Regions from separate parts of the Mus musculus genome. Here all the other regions are linked to region 1. A link is a contact called in public Hi-C and promoter capture Hi-C data. All regions are on one chromosome and are shown on one strand. Each heading gives the region's core, a stretch centred on a gene start, on an enhancer-like site or on the middle of the called end of the contact. The rest is flanking DNA. Distances are from core to core; before and after follow the strand shown.

Region 1 (2,543 bases), core at 28-2,527:
GTGTGTTACAACGGAAAGAACACCAGGAGAGCAACCTCAGGGGATGAGAACCCAAGCCTGCCCCATCCCACTATTAGCCAACTTTAAGATCCTGACAGACTCTAGCCCTTTCTGAACTTCACAGTCTCATTTGTGGCTGGTCCCAATTTCAGGACAGCACCTCCTTCTTGAGCTCGTCTAAAGGTCCAACTGAGCACCTGTTGCACCTCCCTCCACACAGGTACTTGCCATTCTCCAATCTAACTTTTAAGTGAGGAAAAACAAAAGCCTCAGTCCCTGCCTTGCTAATGCTATTGTGCCAGTAGCGACCAACTACTTAGTGTGATGCCAAGTGACCCATTCCTCCTCCTCTTACATCACTTCCTCTTACTCACTTCCCAAGATGGCTCTTCTCCCTTCCAGTCCCATAACTCATCCATCCTTCATCAGAAACCTCATCTATTACCTACCTTCCAGGTATGCCAACGAGGCAGCCTTGAAGAACCAGATGGGGAACTACAGGAGTTCAGTCCGGTAAAACAGTGGACCGGTACGAAGGTTCTTTTTTACCCCAGGAATAGCCCACCTCACCCCCTTTTGAAGCTCCCAGACCCCTTGAGGATAAAGTCTCAGATCGAAGGCCTGGATTACTACTGCCGTTTGGTCCTTTTTTGGAGGAGACCAAAGTTACTTGCCAGAAAGGTCGGCAGAGAAGAAATAAGCAAACAGAAAAAGAAAAGCCATGAAAAGCGACAGAAGCAGTGAGGATACAGATGTATAGAAAGGGGGAGGCGGGCGATGCCCAGGATGGCCGCAAAACCGAGTCCGGGTGACAGGCGCAAACCGGCGTGCACAGTTCCTTCCTAACTTTGCGAAAGGCCAGGTCTCAGGACAGGTGGATGGGGGCACCCCGAGTTCCATCACCTCCCCCGGCCCAGGAGGCAGCAGCGCTCGAGCGGCCGCGCGGGCTCAGCACGCCCCCCGCCCATACCCCTCAACCTGACCAGCCCTGGTCTCTGCCCCGGCCCCGCGTCCGCGCCCGGCCTTACGTGTTATCCTGGTTGAAGTTGGCGAACAGCAGCTGGCCGGCGCCGGCCTCTCCGCTCTGGCTCGCCAGGTTCATGGCTGCGAGCGCGCGACGGCCTCGGACCCCCCTTGGCGGGAGCGCGCGCAGCTCGACTCGGGCGGCCCGCGGGAGCACGCTACACTCAGGATCGACGTCCGGTCCGGCAGGTCGCCCCGCTCGCCGCCTCTCGCTGCGCGGGGACCAACTGCCGCCTCATCCCGTCCCCACTCTTGTTTATGCTCCAGAGCCGGGACGGGCTGCGCGCTTGCGCGGTCCCGCCCACCCTCGCGTCGCACGGCGGCGTTCCGCGCAGGCCCGCTGCGTAGGCCCCGCCTCTTCGCCGCAGGCATCCGCGGGTGTTTCCGGTCGACTGCGCATGCATAAAGGTGCGCTGGTGGGTGCGCCTGCGCGTGGCGGAGAGTGGGCGGGGGCTTGCTGTCTGAGAACGGCGAGTTACCTCGTTGGTCCTGAGTCGTTGATCATTGTTCTAGGAACTTTGGCGCACCGCGTTGCTCGAAGAGAATGTCGCACGTCCGTTTTGCAGATTTGAAAAGCGAGGCGCAGAACTGCAAACGATTTGCCAAATGTTGGGTCTGAGACTGGAAAGGCGCGTGCGGTCACGGTCCTTGGGACAGGATTCTACTTTAAATGTATTGGTCCGTGCAACAGTCTATGGGAAGCACCTTTCTCTCCTTCCCGCTGCTTCCCTTCTTTCCTTTCTCTTCTTCCCTTCAAGGAGATAGAAATGTTCTGGTGGCGAAGGTCCTGGAGAAGAGAGAGACTTGTTCTGTGCTGTTAGAACTGAACCTCTAGGCAAGAGGCTGGTAGTTCCCAAGAGCAGTGTGCTGTCCTTGAGGACAGTTAAGCGGGGAGCAAAGTCGAACTTTGTTAGTACAGCCAGAGGGGCAAAGATGGCAAAGTTGTTGAGGAAAAGATGGCGCACACTTTCCCACCCTTCCTGTTTCGTGTTTTTGTTTTGTTTGTTGTCTTTGGATCGGGGCTCATCTATCTTAGGCTAGCTTTGGACTCTGTAGCTGAGGTTGACCTTGAATTCCCGGTCTTCCTGCCTTTACCTCTTAAAAGATTATGGAGCTGCACCACCACGCTTGTTTAAAGTAGCCTTTAAAATGGTTTGCTTTAGCCTTTGGAGACCTTGGCTCTTCTGGAACTCACCATCTTAATCTTCAATGCATAGAAATATACTGCCCTCGGCCATCTGCCCTCCGTCCTCTGCCCTCTGGTGCTGGAATTAAATGTGCTACGATTCCCAGCTTTTCTTTTTTTTTTTTTTAATGAATTCTTTAAGAATTTCATGCAAAGCATTTTGATCATATTCAACCTCACCACCACCCAGATCCACTCTTCTTCCCTACCCACCCAACTTTATGTCTTTTTTTTTTTCAGTCTTTCTTTTTTAAACCCACCAATTCCATTTTGTGTTGCCTATATAGTTTTGGATATGGTCTTCCACTGGAAGACCTATCGGAGATCATACATA
Region 2 (2,543 bases), core at 30-2,529, 700 kb before region 1:
AGAGGCGTCAAGAATAGTTCTCGGAGGACCTGGGGGGCACTCAGACAAAGCAGCACCCCCATCCCCTCCAGGAACCTTCTCAGTGCTATGTTTAGCAGCAGCTCCTCTCAAGCCAAGCCTGCCCATTATCAAAACAGCCTTTTTATCCTCAGGGATAAAACACTAGTCACTGCTCCCCACAGGGAGGACGTTAAAGCTGTGCACAGAGATGGCAGGAGTAGGGGCATGCGGTCAGCAGAACCTGACTCACAGGGGGACATACTGTGACCCCTGCAGTGGAACATGCTGGGACTGTTGGGACAGGGCCCAGTGGTGTGTCTGCCAGGAAGACACAGGTGTCCCTGTCTAGGTACCTGCTGGGTGGTCAAGGGTTACTGCTGAGTTCCCGCCAGGACATGCAAAGGCTCGGCACAGTCCAGCAGTTCTCCTGCACCGACCCAAGACAGCCTTCATATTCTGTCAAAAGTGCTCGAAAATTCCAGTTCCTGTGTTAGGTGTGCCTGCCATCCCAACCAAAGTTAGGCTGAGACAGGAGGTTCAAAAGCCCAAGGCCAGCCTGGTATAATTTGGTGGGACTTTAATTTTGTTTGCTCATTTGTTTTGTTTTGTTTTAGAAAAGGTCTAGCTATGTAGCCCTGCCTGTCCCGGAACTCATGTAAACAAGGCTGACCTCTGACTCAGAGAGACCTGCCTCTGTTTCCTTAGGGCGGTGAATAAAGTCATGGGCCACTATGCCTAGCTGAGATCATATTTTGGAAAGAAATTCTTAAAAAGAAAATAGCTAGGGCTGGAGAGATGGCTCAGCGGTTAAGAGCACTGACTGCTCTTCCAGAGGTCCTGAGTTCAAATCCCCCCAACCATATGGTGGCTCACAACCATCTGTAATGGGATTTGATGCCCTCTTCTGGTGTGTCTGGAGACAGCGACATTGGACTCACATAAAATAAATAAAACAAATCTTTTTTTTTTTTTAAAGAAGAAAAAGAAAATAGCTTTTTAAATCTACGCACATACAAGAAATCAGAATTACACTCAGCGGATCACAACAAGCAAACACACCCACAAGAATCAAATCAAGGCCACGAAAATGGGACGGGGTTGGGAGAACGAAGGACTCGTACATAGGCAGTAAATTGTCAAGTAATAATAAAAGTGCGAAGGAAGAGAGAGCAGAGGACGAGGGAGGGAGAAAGACAAACGTTAAGAGAAAAAGAAAAGAGAAAGAAAACCTACGACGGTACGAAAACACAATCGGCTCGCAGAACCAGAGGCCAAAGACAATAATTTCCGGCCTCCCGCTACTTTTTCCGTCGGAAGTCGCCTCCGTCGCGGGCACTGATGACGCCATGGACGCGCCGGAAGTCTTGGGGAGCGCTCCGCTGGGGTCCGCCGGCAGCGGCGGACGGTTGGCCCGGTTTGGGGTAAGGCGGCTCCGGAAGGCTCTGTGACACCCCGGCTGGGCGGCGGCCGTCGGGACCCCGTGTTTGAGTGAGAGCACAGTCCTCTCCGAGCCCCCTGCATCCCGCTCGCTGTGTCCCCTCCTCTTCCAGTCGTTGTCCGGGCTCCGGACGTAGTTGCCGTCTCCCAGCCTGCTTCCGAGCCTCCCTTGTCTCCTCTGAGCCTGATGCGTCCGGGATCTGGTTGTGGGATGGGCTCCATTCACCACTGCCCTTCCCTGGTTCCCCGCAGCTGCAGATTCTGTGACCTCAAGCATGCAAGGGCCTTGAATAATGTACCCGGAAAGTGTCCAGCAAAGGGAAACGACTGGGGCCCTACCCCATGTGGACAACCTCACCATGCGTCTGGACCCCGGTGTGGGCGCCTCAGTGATAGGCGTAGTGACAGTGACAGTGACAGCTAGAGGGATGATAGACCCCCAAACTAGTGGACTTTGAAGTTTTCTTCCCAGGTCAGCAGCGGTACAGCATCCTCTACTTCTGAATGCCTTTCACAGTGCACTCTGCCATGGAGACTTATTCAGCAGTATGTAAGTGTTGCGTTTGATTGTCTCCGCAGCCGGTTCCAGCCTCCTGGAACAACCATGTCGCCAGTTTTGCGCGTGCCAAATTCACGGCGCTGCCCAAGCGGAGCTGCTATCTGAATTCTCCTTGGATGTGGCAAAGGGAAATGAACGCAAAAGGTGCCGCTGGAAGTGTCCGACCTAGAGAAATATGTAGACCGGAGCCCTGTTACCTTGTGAGAATGGCATTTTTTTGTTTGTTTCCTTTTTGTTAATAGTTTCTGTTTTGATTCTCTGCGTTGGAATTTTGGTCCAGAATCCTGCCTCGTAAAGCCAATGTCAGTGTTCCCAGTTTCTTAACACGGGCTTTTTATATTTCATCATTCTGGTCTGGAGGGTGATGGGTGACATCATGACCACTGACCTGTTAAATATGCCCAAGTTTGGGTGTGGGACCCTGACTACCTCTAGGAGTTGCTCATTCTGATGAGGTCGGCGCAGGTTCTTTTGCAGGACTTTATCAGTATCCATGTGAATATTTAAAGATGTAAAAGGGTGTATTGCTGGGTGTGGTGGTGCACTT
Region 3 (2,543 bases), core at 15-2,514, 640 kb before region 1:
GAACATGGCAGGAACACGCACATGCATGGAACATGGCAGGTACACACATTCATCACCTCCTTCGGGTTTCCCAGAGGGAAAGGTTGGCTCCCCTTCCCTTCCCTGGGTTTCTAGCCTGCCAGGGATCCTGCAGAGAGGCAGGTGATTTGGTAGGTAACCCATCTGTGTGAAAACCCAGGGTGCGTAAGAATGTCATCACGGAGATAGCTCATGTGCACACATGTGAACACACATCCTAGTAAAACCGAGAGACAAGCAGCTTCCTTCTATGTGTGCCTAAATGTGTGTAGGCAGGAAAGAAGAGTGTTTCTGGTCCCTAGAGAACCCACAGTTAGGGGTTAGGGCTCGCCTAAGATGAGAAAGGCTATGACTCCTAAAGCATCCAGTCTACATGGTCTACCAAGAAAAGCACAAGAGTGTCACAAAGACTTTTCAATATAAGGGAGGGGAGGCCAAGGAAGAGGGGAGAGAGGGCAGAGGCTAGAACTCTGGTCTCCCCAGGGTCATGTCCAGGGTTGGTCTCTATAGGTACCTAGGGCATTTACTCCAGGCATAGGTGGCCAGCAGGCTTGGGGTCCAGGGACTTCATAATATGGATGGCTCTTTGGAGCTACAGAGCACTGCCCTGAGTAGTCGTGAATATATCAATGGACTGTCAAGGTTCGACCTGTCTAAAGCCATGCAAGGCTATTTCCCAATATTCTTGCCAGGCCTGGGGATGACAGATTAGGGAGTTGAAGAACATAAATCCAGTCTGGCCTCAATCTCCAGTCTTTCATGCATTTGACTGTTATAGTCCACAGTACCCCCCTCACGCCTTGAATAGGCTGCCCCTCTGTCTGCCACACCCTGCACACACAAGTAAAGCCAGAATGGATCAATCTCCCAGCCACACCCTTGCCCATGTCAGGGTCAGACAAGCGCTGCCTGAATACCCATTGGGGGTCACTACCCTTCTCCACCATCAGGAGATCCAGGGAGGGTCCGGTGGACAGGAGGACGGGCTCCCGACACGTCCTGGCACGGGCAAAGGTAGACTTAGGCTGTCGTCTGGCGAGAAGAGATGCTCGCTGGGGCTGGACGTCGTGGGCAGGGGTCCCTTGAAACATAGAGGAGCAGGTAATAAGCAGGGGGTGCTCATTGTGGGTAGCTATAACCATCCTCCATGCATATGGGGGTGCGACGCAGCAGCACCCTGTCTACATCCAGAGCTCCGGGACGCCCCATGACCGGAAGTGCCCCCCTCGTGGGCGCGGACAAGGCGGGGCCGGCGGGCGGCACTTCCGGTGCCCACGCGCCGCCGCCTCCTCCGCCGTCGCGCAGCTCGCGGCCGTCACTTTGTGTAGTGCGGGGGGGAGTCCCCGGTGGTCACAGCCCCCCACCCCCCACGAGTCCGTGTCTCGCTCCGGCTTGGCCGGGCCCGGGCGCGCGCGCGGTGAGTGGGGCGCGCGGATGCGGCAGGTGCGCGCGGGCGGGACGCGCGCGCTGGGGGCGGTGGCGGCGGCAAGGCTGGCCGTCATGGATGCTCGAGAGCTGGAGGCCTCCGGTGTCCGTGGGGAGATCGCGGGACTGCAGGGCCCGTCCTTGGTGGGGTCGGAGTTGCAGCTGCACGAGCTAGATCTTCCAGGCCCCTAGATCCCCCCAATACCGACCTGGGCCTGCGCGGCACGTCAGGGATGGCTTAACACCCTAGAGGGGTACAGACTCCAGCGTGGGAGGGGGCGGGCCGGGGACGTCGTGCACTGCACCTTTGCAGGGTGCTAGCGCCGCCTTCTCCAGCTTAGGGGCGGGAGCTGGGCCGGAGCCGCCCCCGCCCCCTAGAGAGACACCTTCCAAGGAGGGCTGTCATTACTCCCGCCCTAGCGCGAAGTGGAAGCTAGGTACCCTCCCCCCATCCCCCAGAGAGAGGAAGAAAAGGGAAAGACCTTGTCCTGGAGCCCTACAGCCAGCTTTGTGACATTGAGGGGCCGTGGCCTAGCCTGCTTCATCTGTAAATGGAGGCTGGCTGGACTGCTCTCTCTCTCTGCTAAATCTGTTGCCCCCGAGATGGGTGGTGGAACGCGTTGGCAGAATCTAGGGTGCATTATGTGGACACAAGAAGGGAGGGAGGAGGTGCAGGTATCAGCGAGGATCAGCCCACCTGCTCAGCCTGGGTGGGTGGCATTGGCATTTTGTTTTGGTTCTGTCGCTACTGGCTGGGCCAGGGGGCTAGCTGGCCTGGTTGAGGAGCCTGCTCTGGGGGGTCGTGGATGACCTCCAGGGAGCAACCCTGGAGAATAGGGGCTCCGGAAACTGGGCAGATGGTGAGGAGTGTAGTGAACAGGGAAAGACATTCTGGACAAAAAAGGGTCTTAAGTCAGTGGGGCTAGTGAACGGGAATGAAGGTAACTAGCCACAAGTGCGCATGCGCGAGCGTGACCCCACGCAAACATCCTTTACGTGGATCCCCTGGATTTGGGACTTTTCTGGAGTTCCTAACTTTTAACCTTTACGATTGTGTCTCTGCACACTCCTTTCTATGGACAGTGCAGCACCCCGTTCTG
Region 4 (2,543 bases), core at 14-2,513, 610 kb before region 1:
CTTTTATCTCTTTCTGTTTTATCTATTTTCCCCTTTAAAGTCTGATCTCTCCTTTGCCTCTTCGAGTGTAGTAAACCAAACTAGACAACGGAAACAAAGCCAGACTTACTAAGGATGTATTCATCTTCCGCTGCAGTAGGAAAAGTCTGTAGAAGGACTAATGCAGCCGGGTCTGGGGAAGGAAAAACAACGTCATTATGAGTGGGCGTGGAAAGAGGGGAATCCTGCACACAAACCTCCTGGAACATTCCCAGAAGAAAACCGGAGGGATGGTGGTCTCACTGGCTGTCAGAAAGGACTGGAGAATTGCAACTGTGCGTTGGGACTTGGGGGGAATGAATGAGTGCAGCTGACGAGGTGAATTAACAAGAAATGAACAAGAAATGCTAGTTAAATAACTGCCATTTACTAAGGGATACAAAAGAATACTCACAAGCTGCTCTGAAAACAAAAGTTAACCTGGTGGGAACTGTATTTATATACAATTACGTGATACTGTGACCACGACTTTAATATGACAAAAGGAACGCCGTCGGCCCGGGACTTAGCACTCCCACTAACAAACCCTCTGCGTGACCTCGGTTATGTCACCACTATCGCAGACCCACAGTCTTCCCCTATGAACAGACGCAAACACAAACTTTTCCTGAACTAGACCACAGGATGCTGCAGGGAGAGGATCGGGAAAACTAACAGGCACAGCAAGGGTGCCGATGGCGCCCAGTAACATCATGAGACTTAGAAGCCCTGGGAGGCAGGGATGTCAAGTGAGGTAGGAGTTTGGACAGCGCCTCTACAGCTCAGGTCACTGAACTGACCGCTCCTATGCCCACACGCCTCATCCTCGGGCCATCTAGACAGCCCAAAGCCATCAACACGACCACTGCTACCGTCCCGGATCCCGCACGCTGAGGACAGGAGGGGGCCGAGGCATCGCGCAGGCGCTGATCGCTCAGGCCTCGGCAAGCGGTCTCAGGCCCCCCTGCAAGCCATCAGACGGACCCAGCCTCCCTCTCACGGCCGCGATCTGCACCCTCAGGCCTCACCTAGGAGGCCGCGCCGGGCCCGGGTCTCGCTGCCCCCGTCAGCCCGGCCCTCGGCCTCCCCGGCCTGCAAAGCTGCGTTCGCCTGCTGCCGACCCGGACGCACCGGCCTCGGCCCGCAGGCTCGCGACTCCAGCTCGCGCAAGTCAAAGCTGCGAGCGTAGAGACACAGACCGCAGGAAGCCAGGCCAGCGCAGCGGACGTGCGCTTGCGCGAGCATGCACACAAACAGAAGTGCGCACGCGCAGCATGCGTGCCACTGGGCTGGTCCCTGTGGTCTTCCTTTCATCTTTGGGGAGGGGCCGCCCAGAACTCTTAGGCTTCCAGGGATCGTCGCACAAGTCTCCTCCTCGTTTCAGCAGCTTGTGGGTACCGAGCTGAGAGCAACAGTAACCTTCGTGATTTTCCTCACTTTGAACCTCCAGGAATGGCTTGAGGGGTTATATCCATTTACCCAGACCTCTCCCAGCTTGGTGCTTTTAGATAAAAGGCAGATTCTAACAGATGAAAGAGAGAGGAAAAAAAATGTGTCACGCTCTGTTTAACTGAAGTGCTAGAAGTTTCCATCAAACATTTAAGTATAAGAAGTGTCTACCACCTCTTTTAAAAGAAAGAAGACAAAAACAGTGGCTTTGCCAGATCATACAACAAATGCATAAAAGTTCTAAAAGCACCAGAAGGCACACATAGAAAGGGAGAAAAAACGTGTTTGTCAAATGACTTCTCCAACTTGATGTTTGCAGTCCGGCAACAATGCTCAAACGTGGAACCCTATGGTCAGTCAATTCCTCTCAGATTTCACCGGCCCTCCTGAATAATGCAAAAGTGCTCTTGTCCTATCTGCTTCCAAAGTTGATGGAGACACAACAGAAGCTGCAGATGCAAAAAAGGAAGGAAGAGAAAACACAAATGATGGGTTTCTATATCACACATCTAATGCACAGAAACTAAAAAGAGAACCAGAAAGAACTCACAGAAAGAAGGAAAATAGCTCTCTGTTAATTGACCTCTGAAAGGTGACATTTGGGGCCGGGCGACAATGACAGTTTTCAGAGATGGTACAATACAATGAACATTCCATCGACTTCTTACAGAACTAATGCAGCAGTGGTCTTGGTCTAATTCTTCATAAAGACGTTGGCATCAAAACTAATAACAAAGTCTACCAAAACAGAAAGTTCTCTGCACCAATGCAGAGAGTAACGTTTTCTTCCCAGAAGCACCAAGCACCTTGGAGCGCCAACCCTAGGTAATAAACTGCTGAGCAACCAGCAGGAGACAGAAGCATCACGAATCCCTCTCAGATGCTGCAGGGCACACATGGTCTCAGGAGAAAGGGTGAGCCCTCCTCCTCGGAAGGCCTGCACTGCCATGGGGCACCTTCTCCCAGGTTCTCACCTCACCTGGTAACTGAGGTGCCCACCTGAGCTGGCTCCTATCTCTTAAACCAAAAGCTTCCCTTCCCCATGGCAAGCAGGGGTTACGTCTCTGAATGAGGGG
Region 5 (2,543 bases), core at 14-2,513, 550 kb before region 1:
GTTGAGCTTCTCCTATCTGTGCAGAGCAGAAGGATCTCAGTCTGTTGACTGGCAACCCTTGTTCCGTATGTGTGTACAAACCGAAATCTTCTCTCAATACAAAAATTATATGAGCTTGAATGTCCTCACTGCAAGCAAGGAATTCCTTTTCTGAAAGGCCTGAGTCCCATCTGTGCAATGTAAACCTGGAGAAAAGAGTGTTCCTATCTCCCTGTCACCTGGGGAGTTTAGCCCAGGCCCCTCATTCAGAGACGTAACCCCTGCTTGCCACGGGGAAGGGAAGCTTTTGGTTTAAGAGATAGGAGCCAGCTCAGGTGGGCACCTCAGTGACCAGGTGAGGTGAGAACCTGGGAGAAGGTGCCCCATGGCAGTGCAGGCCTTCCGAGGAGGAGGGCTCACCCTTTCTCCTGAGACCATGTGTGCCCTGCAGCATCTGAGAGGGATTCGTGATGCTTCTGTCTCCTGCTGGTTGCTCAGCAGTTTATTACCTAGGGTTGGCGCTCCAAGGCGCTTGGTGCTTCTGGGATGAAAACGTTACTCTCTGCATCGGCGCAGAGAACTTTTTCTATTGACAGGCTTTGTTATTAATTTTGACGCCAACGTCTTTATGAAGAACTAGGCCAAGAACGTCGTTGCATTAATTCAATAAGAAATCGAGGAGCCGTTCATCATAATGTAACCATCGTTGAAAACTGTCATTGTCGCCCGGCCCTAAATATCACCTTTCAGAGATCACATTGCAGGTAGGTGTTTTCTTCTTTCTGTGTTCTCTTTCTGGTTCTGTTTTTTAGAGTTTCTGGGCATTAGACGTATGTTCTAGAAACCCACCATTAGTGTTTGTGCCTCCTTCTTTGTAAAGCACAGCTGGTTATTTCTTGTACCTAGTACTTCAAGGAAGTTTGGTTAATCGAGAATGACACTCAGTTTTCTTTCCTTCTAACACAATCTTCCTCTTATTTTAGGAGTCCTGAGCCAGGGACAAGACTTGGGACTTCACGCAGCAGGCCGTTTCTCCAGGCTCAAAGGGAGTGAGGACAAACAAGAAGGTAAGAGCATGGCTGGAGGCAGCCATTGCTCTCAGAGCACCTCCCCCAAACTGCTGGGAGGAGGTAAGTTCTTGCGCGAGGATCCCTAGATGCAGTGGCGCGCGAAGGCGTCTGGGACACAGAGTTTCTGTGCAATTCTTGGGGAGAAAGGAGAGCCTTGGAACTCGGACTTCCGGGAAGATGCTGCACATGCGCGTCGCGGCCTGTGCGCGTGCCCGCGCTTGCGCTGGGCCACTGCGCCGTGGTGACTTCCTGCAGGTCTGGTGTGTCGAGGCTACCTTCCCTCCCGCAGCCTTTGCGTTCGCTAAGCTGGAGTTGCCGAGCCTGCAGGGCCGAGGCCGGAGCTTCCGGGGCGGCAGCGAACAGACTCGGCTGTGCGGGCTAGGGAGGCCTAGCGAGAGCTCGGCGCGGAGGCTGACAGGGGCAGCGGAGACGCCTGCTCGGTGAGGCCCGAGGGCGCAGAGCGATCGGGGCTGCGGGAGGGATGCTGGGCACAGATGGTGCCCAGTCAGTTCACCCGGGCACCCCGCTGTCCCCAGCTTGCGGCGCCTGGGAGGGTCGAGGTGGTCGGGCTGACAGCGGGACAGCTGCATCGCTTTGGGCTGCACGGTCAGTCCCGAGGACAGAGTGCAGGCACTGAAGAACTCAAGGGCTCCAGATTCCCACGGTGTCACTCAGCGTCCATCAGCTCTCTTGCTCTGTCTGTGGTCCCCCCCCCCCCCGAGTCTGCCCTTGAGGCATCGTAATGGTCTAGTGCTCAAAATCTGCTTTTACTTCTTTCTGCTCGTGAAGGAAGACTGAGTCTGCGACAGGTGTGAGACTTAATCAAGGTTGTGTTGAAATGAGTGCCATTGTTTTCTAGTTTCTTCCCTTAGTCCCTTTTTAAGATATGCAGCAGTAACCAAGTTTAGTTGGATAGTTTGAAAACAAACCACGCTTTATCCCTGTTTGTCGGACGTCTATCCATCTGGACCATTTTTCCTTTTTGTGTTTTAGTTTTTTTGAGGCGTGGATTCCTTGTGGCACATATTGTTCTGGTAGTGGGTGATCCTCCCGTCTCCGCCTCCAGAGAGTTGGGATTGCATGTATGTCACCTCATGGAACATGGATCCCAGATATATATATATATAGTGCCCAGAATCCTCATTCACTGTGACATATTTTGCAACAGTTTGAATAGGAAATAAAATAAGTACCCTTGTTTCCCCCACCTTTACACCAAATGCCCGTGGATAAAAAGAAGGCAGCGTAGTGTTCATCATAGAACTGTACCCGCCCCCCCTCGCCTCCCACCCCCCATTCCACCTGTTGGAGTTAGGTTTGTGATTTCCTTCCTATCACCTCTGCAGTGTGTATAAGCTGCGATTTCACTTGGTGGTTCCCAGGCGAGAGACATGTCCCTGTGTAGACCAGTTAATCTCCGATTTCAGCGAGCTTTTCCTCCAGCAGGTCAGTCAGCAGTGTCTACAGTTCCCCCAAGAGGAGCAGAACATGAGC

The links. Promoter capture Hi-C pulls out the DNA fragments that hold promoters and counts their contacts. A called contact is a pair of places that touch in the nucleus more often than the background predicts. Capture Hi-C pulls out chosen DNA fragments and counts their contacts.
Region 2: a Hi-C map of regulatory T cells shows a contact between it and region 1, with 2.9 times the contacts expected there. The contact joins the promoter of 0610040B10Rik here to the promoter of Wipi2 in region 1. A contact is called at or near these places in 3 of 484 Hi-C or Micro-C datasets (CD4 T cells and regulatory T cells) and 1 of 9 other capture datasets (adipose tissue).
Region 3: a promoter capture Hi-C map of liver shows a contact between it and region 1, with 2.4 times the contacts expected there. The contact joins the promoter of Zfp316 here to the promoter of Wipi2 in region 1. A contact is called at or near these places in 4 of 39 promoter capture datasets (embryonic stem cells, liver, pre-B cells and 1 more) and 2 of 9 other capture datasets (adipose tissue and liver).
Region 4: a contact with region 1 is called in a Hi-C map of pro-B cells, with 5 times the contacts expected there. The contact joins the promoter of Zfp12 here to the promoter of Wipi2 in region 1. A contact is called at or near these places in 1 of 39 promoter capture datasets (liver), 4 of 484 Hi-C or Micro-C datasets (B cells, CD4 T cells, muscle stem cells and 1 more) and 2 of 9 other capture datasets (adipose tissue and liver).
Region 5: a contact with region 1 is called in a promoter capture Hi-C map of liver, with 2.4 times the contacts expected there. The contact joins the promoter of Rbak here to the promoter of Wipi2 in region 1. A contact is called at or near these places in 4 of 39 promoter capture datasets (liver, maxillary cranial neural crest and pre-B cells), 3 of 484 Hi-C or Micro-C datasets (CD4 T cells, CD8 T cells and embryonic stem cells), 2 of 115 datasets of contacts at active chromatin or transcription factors (bone marrow-derived macrophages and large pre-B cells) and 2 of 9 other capture datasets (adipose tissue and liver).

The regions. Positions count from the first base shown.
Region 1 is chr5:142,628,318-142,630,860 of GRCm38.p6, reverse strand. Wipi2 (WD repeat domain, phosphoinositide interacting 2) reads right to left here and starts at 1,277. Exons shown (of 12, transcript NM_178398.4): 1 at 1,029-1,277. The coding sequence starts at 1,102.
Region 2 is chr5:143,328,044-143,330,586 of GRCm38.p6, reverse strand. 0610040B10Rik (RIKEN cDNA 0610040B10 gene) reads right to left here and starts at 1,279. Exons shown (of 2, transcript NR_027874.1): 1 at 1,234-1,279. Zdhhc4 (zinc finger, DHHC domain containing 4) reads left to right here and starts at 1,349. Exons shown (of 8, transcript NM_028379.5): 1 at 1,349-1,421; 2 at 2,017-2,196.
Region 3 is chr5:143,268,743-143,271,285 of GRCm38.p6, reverse strand. It overlaps Zfp316 (zinc finger protein 316), which reads left to right and starts at 1,264. Exons shown (of 7, transcript NM_017467.3): 1 at 1,264-1,435.
Region 4 is chr5:143,233,883-143,236,425 of GRCm38.p6, reverse strand. Zfp12 (zinc finger protein 12) reads right to left here and starts at 1,263. Exons shown (of 5, transcript NM_001289589.1): 1 at 1,047-1,263; 2 at 110-172. The coding sequence starts at 124. It overlaps 4930448H16Rik (RIKEN cDNA 4930448H16 gene), which reads right to left. Exons shown (of 5, transcript NR_040700.1): 5 at 1,678-1,916. It overlaps Gm38735 (a long non-coding RNA gene), which reads left to right and starts at 1,896. Exons shown (of 3, transcript XR_868668.3): 1 at 1,896-2,292.
Region 5 is chr5:143,179,495-143,182,037 of GRCm38.p6, reverse strand. Rbak (RB-associated KRAB zinc finger) reads left to right here and starts at 1,263. Exons shown (of 5, transcript NM_001045482.2): 1 at 1,263-1,489; 2 at 2,496-2,543. The coding sequence starts at 2,538. It overlaps Spdye4b (speedy/RINGO cell cycle regulator family, member E4B), which reads right to left and starts at 1,021. Exons shown (of 8, transcript NM_001384193.1): 1 at 400-1,021. The coding sequence starts at 417.